Linked DNA regions of Sus scrofa: regions 1 and 2 are each linked to region 3. The links are chromatin contacts, called in public Hi-C and targeted proximity ligation maps. All regions are on one chromosome and are shown on one strand. The core of a region is the stretch at or near the end of the contact, and the rest is flanking DNA. Distances in the headings are between cores, read along the strand shown.

The links. Hi-C and Micro-C count contacts between places; a contact is called where the count stands out from the background.
Region 1: a targeted proximity ligation map of alveolar macrophages shows a contact between it and region 3. A contact is called at or near these places in 2 of 2 datasets of targeted methods (alveolar macrophages and skeletal muscle).
Region 2: a Hi-C map of liver shows a contact between it and region 3, with 3 times the contacts expected there. A contact is called at or near these places in 1 of 47 Hi-C or Micro-C datasets (liver) and 1 of 2 datasets of targeted methods (skeletal muscle).

The regions. Positions count from the first base shown.
Region 1 is chr4:117,045,030-117,049,181 of Sscrofa11.1, reverse strand. No RefSeq gene overlaps it. Among named protein-coding and RNA genes, the nearest start is that of S1PR1, 23 kb to the left of the region's middle.
Region 2 is chr4:117,107,088-117,111,231 of Sscrofa11.1, reverse strand. LOC106508363 (a long non-coding RNA gene) reads left to right here. Exons shown (of 7, transcript XR_002343569.1): 6 at 418-833. Among named protein-coding and RNA genes, the nearest start is that of S1PR1, 39 kb to the right of the region's middle.
Region 3 is chr4:117,292,560-117,296,476 of Sscrofa11.1, reverse strand. It overlaps DPH5 (diphthamide biosynthesis 5), which reads right to left. Exons shown (of 8, transcript NM_001243679.1): 5 at 1,958-2,078. Among named protein-coding and RNA genes, the nearest start is that of DPH5, 25 kb to the right of the region's middle.

The DNA of each region.
Region 1 (4,152 bases), core at 837-3,336, 250 kb after region 3:
TGTGCGTGGTGGTTAAACTATGAAGGGCCTCGCAAAGGAGTTCAGCAAATCCCTTTTAAGAGGCTTGCATAACCCGCTTTTTTTTTTTTTTTTTTTTTTTGAATGACAGAAGCAGAACTTTACTCTTTGTCTTGTTCTCCTGCAATAAATTCAAACCTTCCCTCTGGGCCCAGGCTTACCGCAGGCAGACGAGTGCAAAGATTTTTTCTCAGGGAAGACAAAGAGAGAAACGCACTTAAAAAAGGTAAAAATGTACCCCTGTCACTGAACCATGGCTGTCACCTTTAAAGAACGCTGTCCATTAGCTTTGTGGTTCAGGGGCCTGGCCTGTTACCCAGATGCCCTTGGGAAGGGGGCTCACTGTCTATCAATTCAGCGTCGGTGGCAGACTACACACTTTTAAGTCACCCTTCTCCTCCTCTGCCTCTTCTCTTCCTCACCCTCCTCTTGCTGCTGGCTTTTTCTAGTTGCTTCCCACACTGGACTCGCACCCAGGAATGTGCGTGCACACGCACGCATGCACACATGCGCACAGAAACGCACACCCTTTCTCTAGTCCGTTTATGCACACCTAGAGCCCATCACTCCAGCTTTTCTTCCAGATATTGCTCTTTTGTCCTTCTACGTCTGTGAACCTTGATCCGTCAACGTACTGCTAATCGCAGCTGTAATCTGAGTACCCTTCCTTAACCTGGTAGAGATGAGAAAGGGCTTTTTATTTGGCTCTCTCATTTAACCCTAAGGAGCCTCAGGGTGCGCCCACAGAAAGAAAGTGAGGTTCAGAGCAGTTAAAACACCTTTGTTTGAGACCACAGAACCCCCCCTTTCCCTTGTTCTCCATTTTATCCCAAACTACCTTCAAGGCCGATTTCAAATCATCTCTGCATTTTTATTTATTTATTTATTTTTGTCTTTTTGCTATTTCTTTGGGCCGCTCCCGCGGCATGTGGAGGTTCCCAGGCTAGGGGTCGAATCGGAGCTGCAGCCACCGGCCTACGCCAGAGCCACAGCAACGCAGGATCCGAGCCACATCTGCAACCCACACCACAGCTTACAGCAACGCTGGATCCTCAGCCCACTGAGCGAGGCCAGGGATCGAACCCGCAACCTCATGGTTCCTAGTCGGATTCGTTAACCACTGCGCCACAACGGGAACTCCCATCTCTGCATTTTTAAAGCCTTGCCCATCTTGGCAGATTTGCTTTCTCGGTGTTCTCATAGAGATGTGTTCACATCTCATTTATAGCATGTATCGCATCGTTTACCATCCACCTTTATTTTCTTCCCTTTCTTTATATTTTCCCTCTTACTCTCTTGATTTGTTTCTTATGTCCTCACCCACATGCTCTGCCCTATTAAGTTACTGAAAATAAAATACACTGGAATCCTAAGATCTAAAATCCTGGCCATCAAGGAAGGGGTCTTTGAAGTTTGCTTTCAGCTCTGTGGATGGTCAACTCACTCGCCAATTGCAGTTGTGCTACTGTAGCATTTAAACCTGGTGTGTGGAGCCCTGCCAATGTAATTTTTATTCTGCTAAAATAATGGATGGCTCAATTTAAAAAAAGAAAGAAAGAAAGAAAAAATTAAAAAAAGAAAAAAAACTTGATTGGGCATCGACTCTAGGGAGAAAAAAGGAGTGAGTGTGTGTGTTCGTGTGTCTTTGGGAAGGAGAAGGAGAATGAATTCTATTGAAAGATGTACAGTTATTTGCCATGAGTTACTTTTCAGCATCCTCTTGACTTTAGCATCTGATCGAAAGGATGATTCAGCATGGTTGACGGATATTTTAAGGATTAGGGAAGTGGGAGGCTTTAGGGAAGGAGAGCTTTCAAAAGACTGTAAAAACTAAAACGAAAGCATGTTTATTCTCTTTCCTCTCCTGCTGCCATTCCCTTTTCCCCTCCAGCTTCCTTGATTGGCTTGTCCTTAAGGGAAATGGGGAGAATTCCAACTGAGATCCCCTTCTCAGGACAAAGAAAGAACAGCACAGGTTCCTCTTCCAGAGGAAGGGGGCTAGGGGCGTAATTCCTTTATGGCTTGGAGGAGGGCAAGGCTAGTTCCTCAAGTTTCTCTGTTATTTCGAGATGCATCCTTCTTTGTCCTCAAGCTGCTGTGACCTTTCAGGAAACCACACTCCTAGTGATAGCAGAGGCACTTGGAAGAAATAACTGTGCTTGTGGATGGGCATAAGAAGTTCCCAAAGACCAGCTTCAATGGGTAGCATTTATTAATTGCTATATTTTAAGAAATGACTTGTAGGCGTTCTCTCATGGCTCAGCAGATTAAGGATCCTGCATTGTCACTGCTGTGGCTCTGGTCACTGCTGTGACACATGTTCAACCCCTGGACCGGGAAGTTCTGCATGCTCAGGTGTGGCCAAAAAAAAAAAAAAAAAAAAAAAAAGAGAGAGAGAGAGAGAGAGAAATGATTTGTATAAACAGGAGTATTGTTGAATCCCCTAATATCTGTACCTGAGTTTGTTATATTTGTGTACATGGCATTTAATCCAAGGGTCCCCAGCACAACAACATATACAGATGACTCTTAAGCATTTAGGGTCACCCCAGTGTCCAGCTTGAGGTGACAGGTGGTGGTGCCTACATCTGCCCATTGTAGCTCAGTGGGTTAAGAACACGACTAGGATCCATGAGGATGTGGGTTCCATCCCTGGCCCCATGCAGTGGGTGAAGGATCTGGCATTGCCGCAAGCTGTGGGTAGGTCATGGATGCGGCTCGGATCCCACGTTGCTGTGGCTGTGGGGTAGGCCAGCCACTGTAGCTCCGATGCAACCTCTAGCCTGGGAACTTCCATATGTCGCAGGAATGGCCCTTAAAAAAAAAAAAAAAGGAATTATAGCTGAGGTACAATATTATATAAGTTACAGGTGTAACTGTAATTGTACAGTAAGTCACAATTTTTAAAGGTTATACCTTTAAGACCTGGCTAAGAATTGAGCCGAGAAGCAGAATGTCCAGGGGGGATCTGCTTCTGGCATCTTGGCCGTACCCTTTACTTCCTTTGGGAGCAGTGCCATGTCATCCTGCCAGACTGCCGGTGGGGGTGGGGGGACGTTGAGGGGAAAGGCAGTAAATATGCTGATCTTCACAGGGAAGTGGTCACCAGTCCACTTGGAAGAGGCTGTGCCTTCTGAGTCATGTTTCTGGTTGTGGCCGCGGCCCCGCTTTACCATTAAGCCCCCTTTGCTAGTCCCAGTTCCATCCTCAGCCAGAAAACGGGCTTCGGGGTTGAAATTGAAGAAAACTAACGGCTGATAGGGCTGATCAGATCTGGATAACCCCGGGGGAATCAGTCATCAAAAACAAACAGGGATCTTATCAGACAAAAGGGAGGAAATGAACAGCGTCAAGTTAGCCTTGCAGGGTGTTTTTTTGTGCTTTTATTTATTTTTTCCTTTGAATTAAATTAGGGTCTTTTTGGAGGTCCCATCGTGGCGCAGTGGAAACAAATCCGACTAGGAACCATGAGGTTGTGGGTTCGATCCCTGGCCTTGCTCAGTGGGTTAGGGATCCGGTGTTGCTCTGAGCTGTGATATAGGTCACAGACGCGGCTCGGATCCTGAGTTGCTGTGGCTCTGGCGTAGGTCGGCAGCAACAGCTCTGGTTTGACCCCTAACCTGAGAATCTTCATATGCCACTGGTGCGGCCCTAGAAAAGTAAAAAAAAAAAAAAAAAAAATCTTTTTTTGGTGCTTTTTTAATTTTTAAAATGATTTTTATTTTTTCCTTTATAGCTGGTTTACAGTGTTCTGCCAATGTTCTACTGTACAGCAAAGTGACCCGGTCACACATACATGTATACATTCTTTTTTCTCACATTATCATGTCCCGTCATAAGTGACTAGATATAGTTCCCAGAGCAACACAGCAGGATCTCATTGCTTATCCATTCCAAAGGCAATAGTTTGCATCTCTAAACCCCCGATTCCCAGTCCATCCCATTCCCTCACTCAAATTAGGGTCTTATTCACGGGGTTGAAGGGGCAAAAAATGGCTTCCTAAAAGAAAAGTTGAGACTTATAAAAAGGTTATCCTTTTCCTAGAAGTCAAATAAGCATAATCCGTTCAGGAAAATACTCCTTGGAAATAGGACAAAAAACGCATAATATTAGGAAGATCAACCAACAGGGTG
Region 2 (4,144 bases), core at 1,337-3,836, 190 kb after region 3:
GAGATTCTTGCAAAGATTAGAGATAAATGATTCAAAGAGGCTTGCATGGGGCTGCCCTGCAACTTTGAATACATGATGTTATTATTCTCACGTTAAAGATGAGAATATCCCGGGGTCCATGTTAAAATAACTCTCCCACCATCACAACATCATTAAATAGCAGAGGCAGGTTTTCAACCCAGCTTGGTCTGTCTTTGTATGCAGTGCTTAGAGATTCCAGATTTTAAGCTCTTGCACCTGAGTGAATATGAGGGCATCAAGTATGAAGTCAGGGTAACAAATTAGAATGGAATCCTTCAATTCAGTGTTACATTGTACACCCTGAATATACACAACTCTACAAAACGGTTGAACTTCCCTGCATGCGCTGCATTCAGATATTTTCTTCTCTGTTTCATTCTGTTTCATGTTTTTAAGAATTTGAGTTCTGGCAAGTTGAGCAAGCTGCTGGAGACATGTCACAGGGAAGTTTGGGACATAAGACCTCAGGCACAAGCCACCTGGGAGCAAGGACCTCCCCCCCCCACCTCCACCACAAAAGTGAAGCCACCTTCCTTTCTCTCCATGGCCTCAGTCTCCTCATCTGGTCATGGTCCTCATTCTAATGGTCTTTCTGGGCCATGGGGTGCAGAGGACAGTCCCCCATGTGGCCACAGGCTTGGACTGGCCCAGAGGTTGGGACTGGCAGGCTAAGTAGATCTGGAGACGACAGGATGCTCCCCTGCTGCAAGGAGTCCATACCTTTCCTGGAGATGCTTGTTTGCCTGGCTGTGCTTGGGACAGGAAGACACTGAGACAAATGGAAGAGTGTTTCCTTCTGGTCTACAAAGCAGGTAGGGCGAGGCTTGGAACAACTGTCCAAATTCAGAACTTGCTTCAGAAAGGGGAAAAATTTGAGGGAGACGTGAATACTGGACTAACTGATGCTGGAGAAAATTTTATAATGAGTGGAAAATTTAGCTCTTGACTAGACCATGGAAGTAGAACATAAAACTGTACTGACCACTCTGAAGCAAGAGTACTGAATTTCACTTTCAAATCCAAGATGGCGGTTAGAGCTAATGGTTAGGGTGGGAGAAGGATTTACTCCAAGGAGCTCACCCCTTTGGGTCAGGAAGCACGATGAATATGAATTTCAGGGAATAACATTGCAGAGAAACGAAATGTCTTTCAAACAATCATAATGCATATGCAAATCACATTAAAACTAAATCGCCACTATATTTGATGTTGCTATCCACTGAGTGCTGTTGATACAAAACATTTCTCCACTCAGTTTAAGTGAATGGGGGCAGGGAACAGGCTTTCTCTATTAGATGTGTCTTTGTGCTCGTTTGAAATGTTTTGAGTACTTTGACCTTTACAAAAAAGGAAAAGCTGCCAGTAAATGCCTTTGTGTTCCTACTAATTTTGATCCTGCTAATTTCTGCCTTGTACAAAGAAATAAGAGATTTAAAAAAAAAAAGCTTGTTATGACCCACTAAATTGATTTGATGCCTCATTAAAGGGTAGCAAACTGCATCTTGAAAAATAATTAGGCAATTTTATATTCATCCATGTAAGAATTGATGAGAAGTATAAATAAAATTAGAGGCAGTGAAAATGACAGAATTAGATGCAATAAATATTTGGGAAGTGGAATCAACACCTCCTTAGGATTATTTGAGGGGAACAGAGTGCGAGAAGTTTGCCAGGTTGGATAACCTCATTCATTGGATAGGGAGCACTGGCGGAAGAGCTGCTTTGATGGGGAATAAATTCTGCTTTGGAAATACTGAGTGTGTAATGCCCAGAGGCATCTAGACAGAGCTGTCTGGTAAGGAGTTAGCATGTGAGTTGGAGATAAGGAGAGGCATCTGGGCTGGAGGTATTGATTCATTAGCATACAGGTGCAATGGACTTGACTACCTAGGGGGCCAGTGGGGAAGGTGGGCCAAGAGTGTAACTCAAAGGATTACCTGAAGGAAAGGCGGAGGGAGAGGAGGGGGAGAGGAGATGGAGAGACCCCAGAGAGGTAGAAAGTAAAAGACAAGGGCCTTTGACTAATACCTTTTAGTTACTGTGCATTGCCAATCACATCAAGGCACAAAAGAGTGTGGCTGGAAGATGACTGGCTGCATGGTTTGCTGAAGGGTTCTGGAGCAAGAGCAAGAAGTAGTCCCAAGATAACCTTCACCCCTTCACCTCAGGTGATAGGTCTCTTCCTCTATGAAACAAGCGTGTTGGGCTAGATGATATGTGTGGTGTTTAATTCGGAAGATACGAAAACCCGTTCCTTCATCCAACAAGTATTTATTGAGTTTTGAAGATGCTCAGATACTGCTTTAGTCACAGGGACATAACAATGAAGCAGAAAGATTATAAAAGCCAACATTATAGTGAGGGAAACAGACCATAAACAGGTAAATTATTTAAATTACAGTGTATTTTCAGATACTGAGAAGGACTAAGAGGAAAAATAAAATGGGCAAGGGAAAGATAGAAATATTGGGCCAGACTTCTCTAAGTAGCTGATAGAGCTGAACAAAGTGTGGATGCCTGAAAGCAAAGGGCTTGCGGAATAGCATCCCTGGAAAGGAGGACAGCAAGTGCAAAGGTCTTGGAATGACTTGGCACGTCTAAGAACCAGTAGGAAGGGGCAGTTTAAGTGAAGCCAGTGCTGGGAGCGTAGATGCAAAACCAGACCAGCTTGGGCCTTTGTTGGTCATGGTTAAGAATTTTGGATTTCTTTTGTAATTTGGAAAGCTAGTGCAAGGTTTTGCACAGGTGAATGGCTTGATCTGATTTATGTTTTAAAAAATTCTGTTTTAAGGTAGAGGTAATATAGTATAATGTTAATTCTGCTGGGATCAGTCTCTCAGCCTTTTCGCATGTTCTTAGTCGAAGGCAATTCCCATTTGGGAAATCGAGTGGGATGTTTTACTCATAAAGCAGCCAAACATTCAAGTCAGCCAAGGGATCCCTTTTATCAGCAGTCTGTCACTGAGCAAATGTTTTTAATAAAGAAGCTCCCAGAAATCTCATCACCTTGGATCCTCAGGTTGGAGCAGCCTGTGCTGTAACCCTCAACTTCCTAGAGTTCTTTTGAGGTCAGCTTGTCCCAGCTAGAGGATCATAGCTGGCTTTGGCATGGCCACCCTGGGGCCTCGGTCTCCACCGCTGCCTGTCAGTCACTGAACTTTGACTGAGTAATCCACAGGTTGCACAATCCCAGACTTGCTCAATACAAAATACTGCATCATCTGACTTTAGTATTTGCCTTTCACTTTATCAGATGATCCAATCAATCCCTTTAGCTGGCCTCAAACTTACGATTCACCCTTCTGGTCCTGCCTCTTCCTCCTGAAGCTGAGCCAGATGTCTACTGAGACAGTAGACATGGCTAGAAATGTTGTCTATCTTGATTGGGAGAGTGGGTACATAGACACAGGTATATATGTTTTTCAATACTCATCAGAATATACACTTAGATACATCAATTTTAGAACACTTGAATTTGGCAGTTCCTGTTGTGGCACAGTGGAAATGAATCCAACTAGTATCCATGAGGATAGGGGTTTTATCCCTGGCCTCGCTCAGTGCATCAGGATTCTGGTGTTGCTGTGAGCTGTGGTGTGGCACAGACACAGCTTGGATCCAGCATTGCTGGGGCTATGGTATAGGCTGGTGGCTGTAGCTCCGATTTGACCCCTAGCCTGGGAACTTCCATATGCCACGGGTGTGGCCTTAAAAAGCAAACAGAACAAAGCAACTTGAATTTGGAAAATAATATTATGCTAGATGCTCTTCAAATTGAAAAAAATTTGCCCTCAAGAAACTTACAACCTTGAGTTCCCTTGTGGTTAAGGATCTGACTTTGTCACTGAAATGGTGTTTGGGTCACTGCTGTGGTGGGGGTTTGATCCCTGGGGTCAGAAAGTTCCACATGCCACAGATGCAGCCAAAAAAGGAAAAGGAAGAAAAATACAAAACTTATAATATAAAGAAAGTATAATAGCAAACAAATTAGCAGATAACATCCAAGTGCCAAGTGAGTCGTCCCAAAATAAATGGCATAGGAATTGTATTGTAAAAAACAAACAAACGAACACGCAAACAAACAAAAACTGCACAGAGAAGAGTACTTGATTTAAGCCTTAGTCAT
Region 3 (3,917 bases), core at 62-2,561:
TGCCAGACTTCTAGACATTTGGAAGAGAGATAAGAGCATGACAAAGTCCTTGCTCTTATGAAGCAGGGAAGAAAACCAACCAGTTGATAAAGCAATTCACATGGATGGTAAGACTGAAAGGAAATAATGCAAGACAATGGGGAAGAGAAGCGCTGGGGAACACAGGGTGTACCACGTCAGATTACGAAAAACTTCACTTTAGATCAGGAGTTGGCAAACTTCTATAAAGGGCCAGGTAGCAAATATCTTAGGTTCTGAGGGCCACAAGGTCTCTCTCATAATTATCACTGCCATTGTAGCATGAAAGCAGCCACAGATGACACATAAATGAAGCAGCATGGATGTGCTCCAATTACACTTTGTTTATAAAACAGGCAGTAGGCTGGATTTGATCCATGGGGGCTAGTTTACTAACCCCTGCTCTAGATAATCTCCAATTTCTATCCTATAAGAAATGCTAACCCTGAGTAAAACTTTTTAATAGTCTTCTTTTAAAAGAGACATATAGATTAGCGTTCTGGTAATACAAAAATTATATATATTACTGAATAACAGAGAACTGGTTATATTATACAAATAACCTAAATGTTTTCAGCTAGGAGGAATCTTATCTAATGTTCTAGATATCTGTACTTACTAAAGAGGCCAAAATCATGGGTTCACTCTGTCCTGACTCTGTATTATGTGGCAGACACTCTACTGGATGGCTTGCACACACAGTACCACTAAAATGGTGCAATTCAATGTGTGATCCGAGGACTGATGCCAGTATGAGACAATTCTGCTACCAGAAAACGGTGAAGCAACTACAGGAATGAGAGTTTAGAAACACTTAGAGTAATTTGACTTTGACACAGAAGATTGGAAATTTTGAAATAAATAAGTATGTGTTTATTGTGTATACATATATATACACATATATACTTTTATATATGTGTATATATATTACACACACACACACACACACACATATATATAAAAGAACAAAACCTAGTCCTTCACCACACATAATTTGAGAAATACCGCTCTAAACACTACCCTGAGGCAAGAAAAGACTATTCCTATTTGACAAAAATGAAGGTAAAGTAAAGACGGTTCACAACACTCTCTAGCTAGTATACAGAACTCAGATTTTTGTCTTCTGATTCCAAGTGTAAATATTGTTTCAAAGTCATCAAAAATGCCAGTTAGCTCTTCTCTGTTCATGAGTCACAGATGAAAGCTTTGACTACAGGATCTTTGTAACACATACCGTAGAGCAGGAACTGTAGTGAATGTGAATCAGTACAATTCCAGTACCTCTGCTGGCAAAAGCAGCCCACTGCGTCTGCAGCTCCGTTAGTACCATCATTTTGGTATGTGAAGACAGCAATCCAAGCTCTTTCCACCCTTGTCAGGAAATAGGATTTGGCAGCATAATACGGTGAAAAAAGCTGTGACTAGCAGGCTATTTGGATTCTACCAATTTTGCAACCAATTCTGAGCGTCTGAAAATGACTCAATATCTCTGGGCCTCAACTTCATCTATAAAACAGGCTTCAATAAGATGATCTCCAGGGTCTCTTTCACATCTATGACAGCATCAATAATCTGATGGCATCAATACTGCATATTCAAAGGACACCTCGAGGGAGACATGGGATGGGTAAGAATAAATGCTCCATACAAGTCTGTTGAATTGCTGTATATGGACCGGAACAGGATCTCAGTGGACAAACAGGTAAGAGATGGAACCTGGAGGGGCTCCATAAGGGCATAAGTGGGCTGCAGCATGAACTATAGCATGTACACAGGAATAGCCATGTGGTATTTGGGGAAAGAGCATGGCATACATAAAGTATCCTTTCTTATCTCTAGCTAGCTGCCCACAGAAGAAGTTCACCTTCACACAAAATCAAAAAGAGAACAATATGACAACCCCACATTGTGACCCCGAGGAAACGCCAAAGGCCTTTACCCAGCAAGCAGAGCGTGTGCATGCCGTTTAGTCTGTTCTTCTTCACTTTGTCAAAGAAGCTTTCTGGTCTCCAAGTGTCTGTCCAAAAAACAATAGACACAGTCTCTCCAAATTTATACAACTAGAAAAAATAAAAACATAAGTTAATGACTTAACGATTCGCTAACTACTATTTCACAGATAACAACCAAAATAAAAAGTGAGAATGAAACTTGAGGTGGACTGGGGACCAAATCTATCACAAAAAAGGGTGCAAAAAGTTCTCTTTGATCCACAGCAACTGGAGTCATTCTGATGTCTTCAGCAGAAGGAGTCTAGTATTTCTGCATTCAGTATAAGAACACATGTATCTAGTTTATGATTTAGCTAGGTAGCTGCTAAAAATACCAAAATACAAAGAATGCACAAAGAAGCCAAAAAAAAAAAAAAAAAAAAAAAAAGACTTTTGGGCAATCATAGCAGGTTTCACAAGGTTAATATTATCCTCACTTTATAGATGAAAAACCAAGGCTCAGAAAGATCAACTGAGTTGCCCAAGTCACACGGCTAATTAGAAGTGAGAAAGAAACTCCATCTTGGTCTCAGGAAGCGGCCCCGTCCACCACACGTCTCAGTAAAATTCACATACTGTCTACCCACTGCAGCCATGTCTCAAAACCTACCCCCTCACTGTACCCACTATCTGTTCCCTCACCATGGAGTCCAAGCAGAAGGGCCTCTGTCCCCCAAGTGGCTCAGCCAGGCTGCTTGACTGCTGCACCATCAAGATGCTTGCCTGGTTCCAGGCTGGCTGCCCAATTCACTTAGATAAGTCCAACTCCAAATCTCAGGCTAAGAAAAATCTACTTTTGAATTTTGGTTCTGCAACATGTTAGCTGTGTGCCATTACTCTTAAAAAAAATTTTTTTTATTAAAGAATAGCTGATTTACAATGTTGTGTCAATTTTTGCTATATGGCAAAGTGACCCAGTCATACATATACATACATTCTTTTTCTCATACTATCTTCTATAATGTTCCATCACAGGGATAACATATTGCCCTTCCTACCCACAGGGTTGTGTGACTCAAATAACATGTAAAAAGTTATTTAAACTGTGAATGATATGTTAATATTAGTTCTTACCTAGGCACTGAACAAAGCATTTTAGTTTCAAAGATTTAATATATGGTAAAACATAACTCTAAGGTTGCTATGTAAAGATTTAATTGTTCAATTTAAAGAGTGCCTGAAAGAATTTTTAATAGTGCTGGAAAGCACTAGATGCTGGAAATCACATCCTGAGTTCTGCTACAAATTAACTGTGTGATTGAAACAGCTGCGTGACTTCAGGAAATCATCTGACTTTGCTAAAGCCTAAAGTTCTTAATTTTAAAAATAAAGAAACTGGCCTAGAGAAGGGATTATCATTGTCAAGCTTCTCAGTGTCCCGAAGCTGCTGTAAGAGGCATATAGGAAGGAAACAGAGAAGCGGGGGCATTTGGGGTCCTCCAGCCCTTGAGAAGCTGAACTTCTCCCAATTTTTATATACTGAGATCCTAAAAACTGTCACCAATACTCATAAAGGTGACTTTGGGTTCCCAAGGGAAGGGTCATCATATTCCTCATATGGCCACAACCTTCAACCTACCTTGTAATAGGCTTTATACCCAAAGTCCACTTGAAAATTGTCTGAAAAGGTATTTTCCCATAGAAGCCATGCTGCCCAGTGGCAATCAAATTCACAGATTAGTGTGCAAAGACCCATGTAACTCTAAGAATTCAGTATGAATCTTCCAACCACACCTAACGTGGTTTCTCTGCTAAAATGTATTTAGAGTTCCAATGTGAGATGCCTCCAAGACATTCACCTGGGCTATAAGGAATAAGCCTAGTTCTGTTGGCAGCTTCCTGTTACTGTTATTGCTCTTAAAGGGCAAACTTATCTAACAAATACTGATTATAAACCATCCACTATGT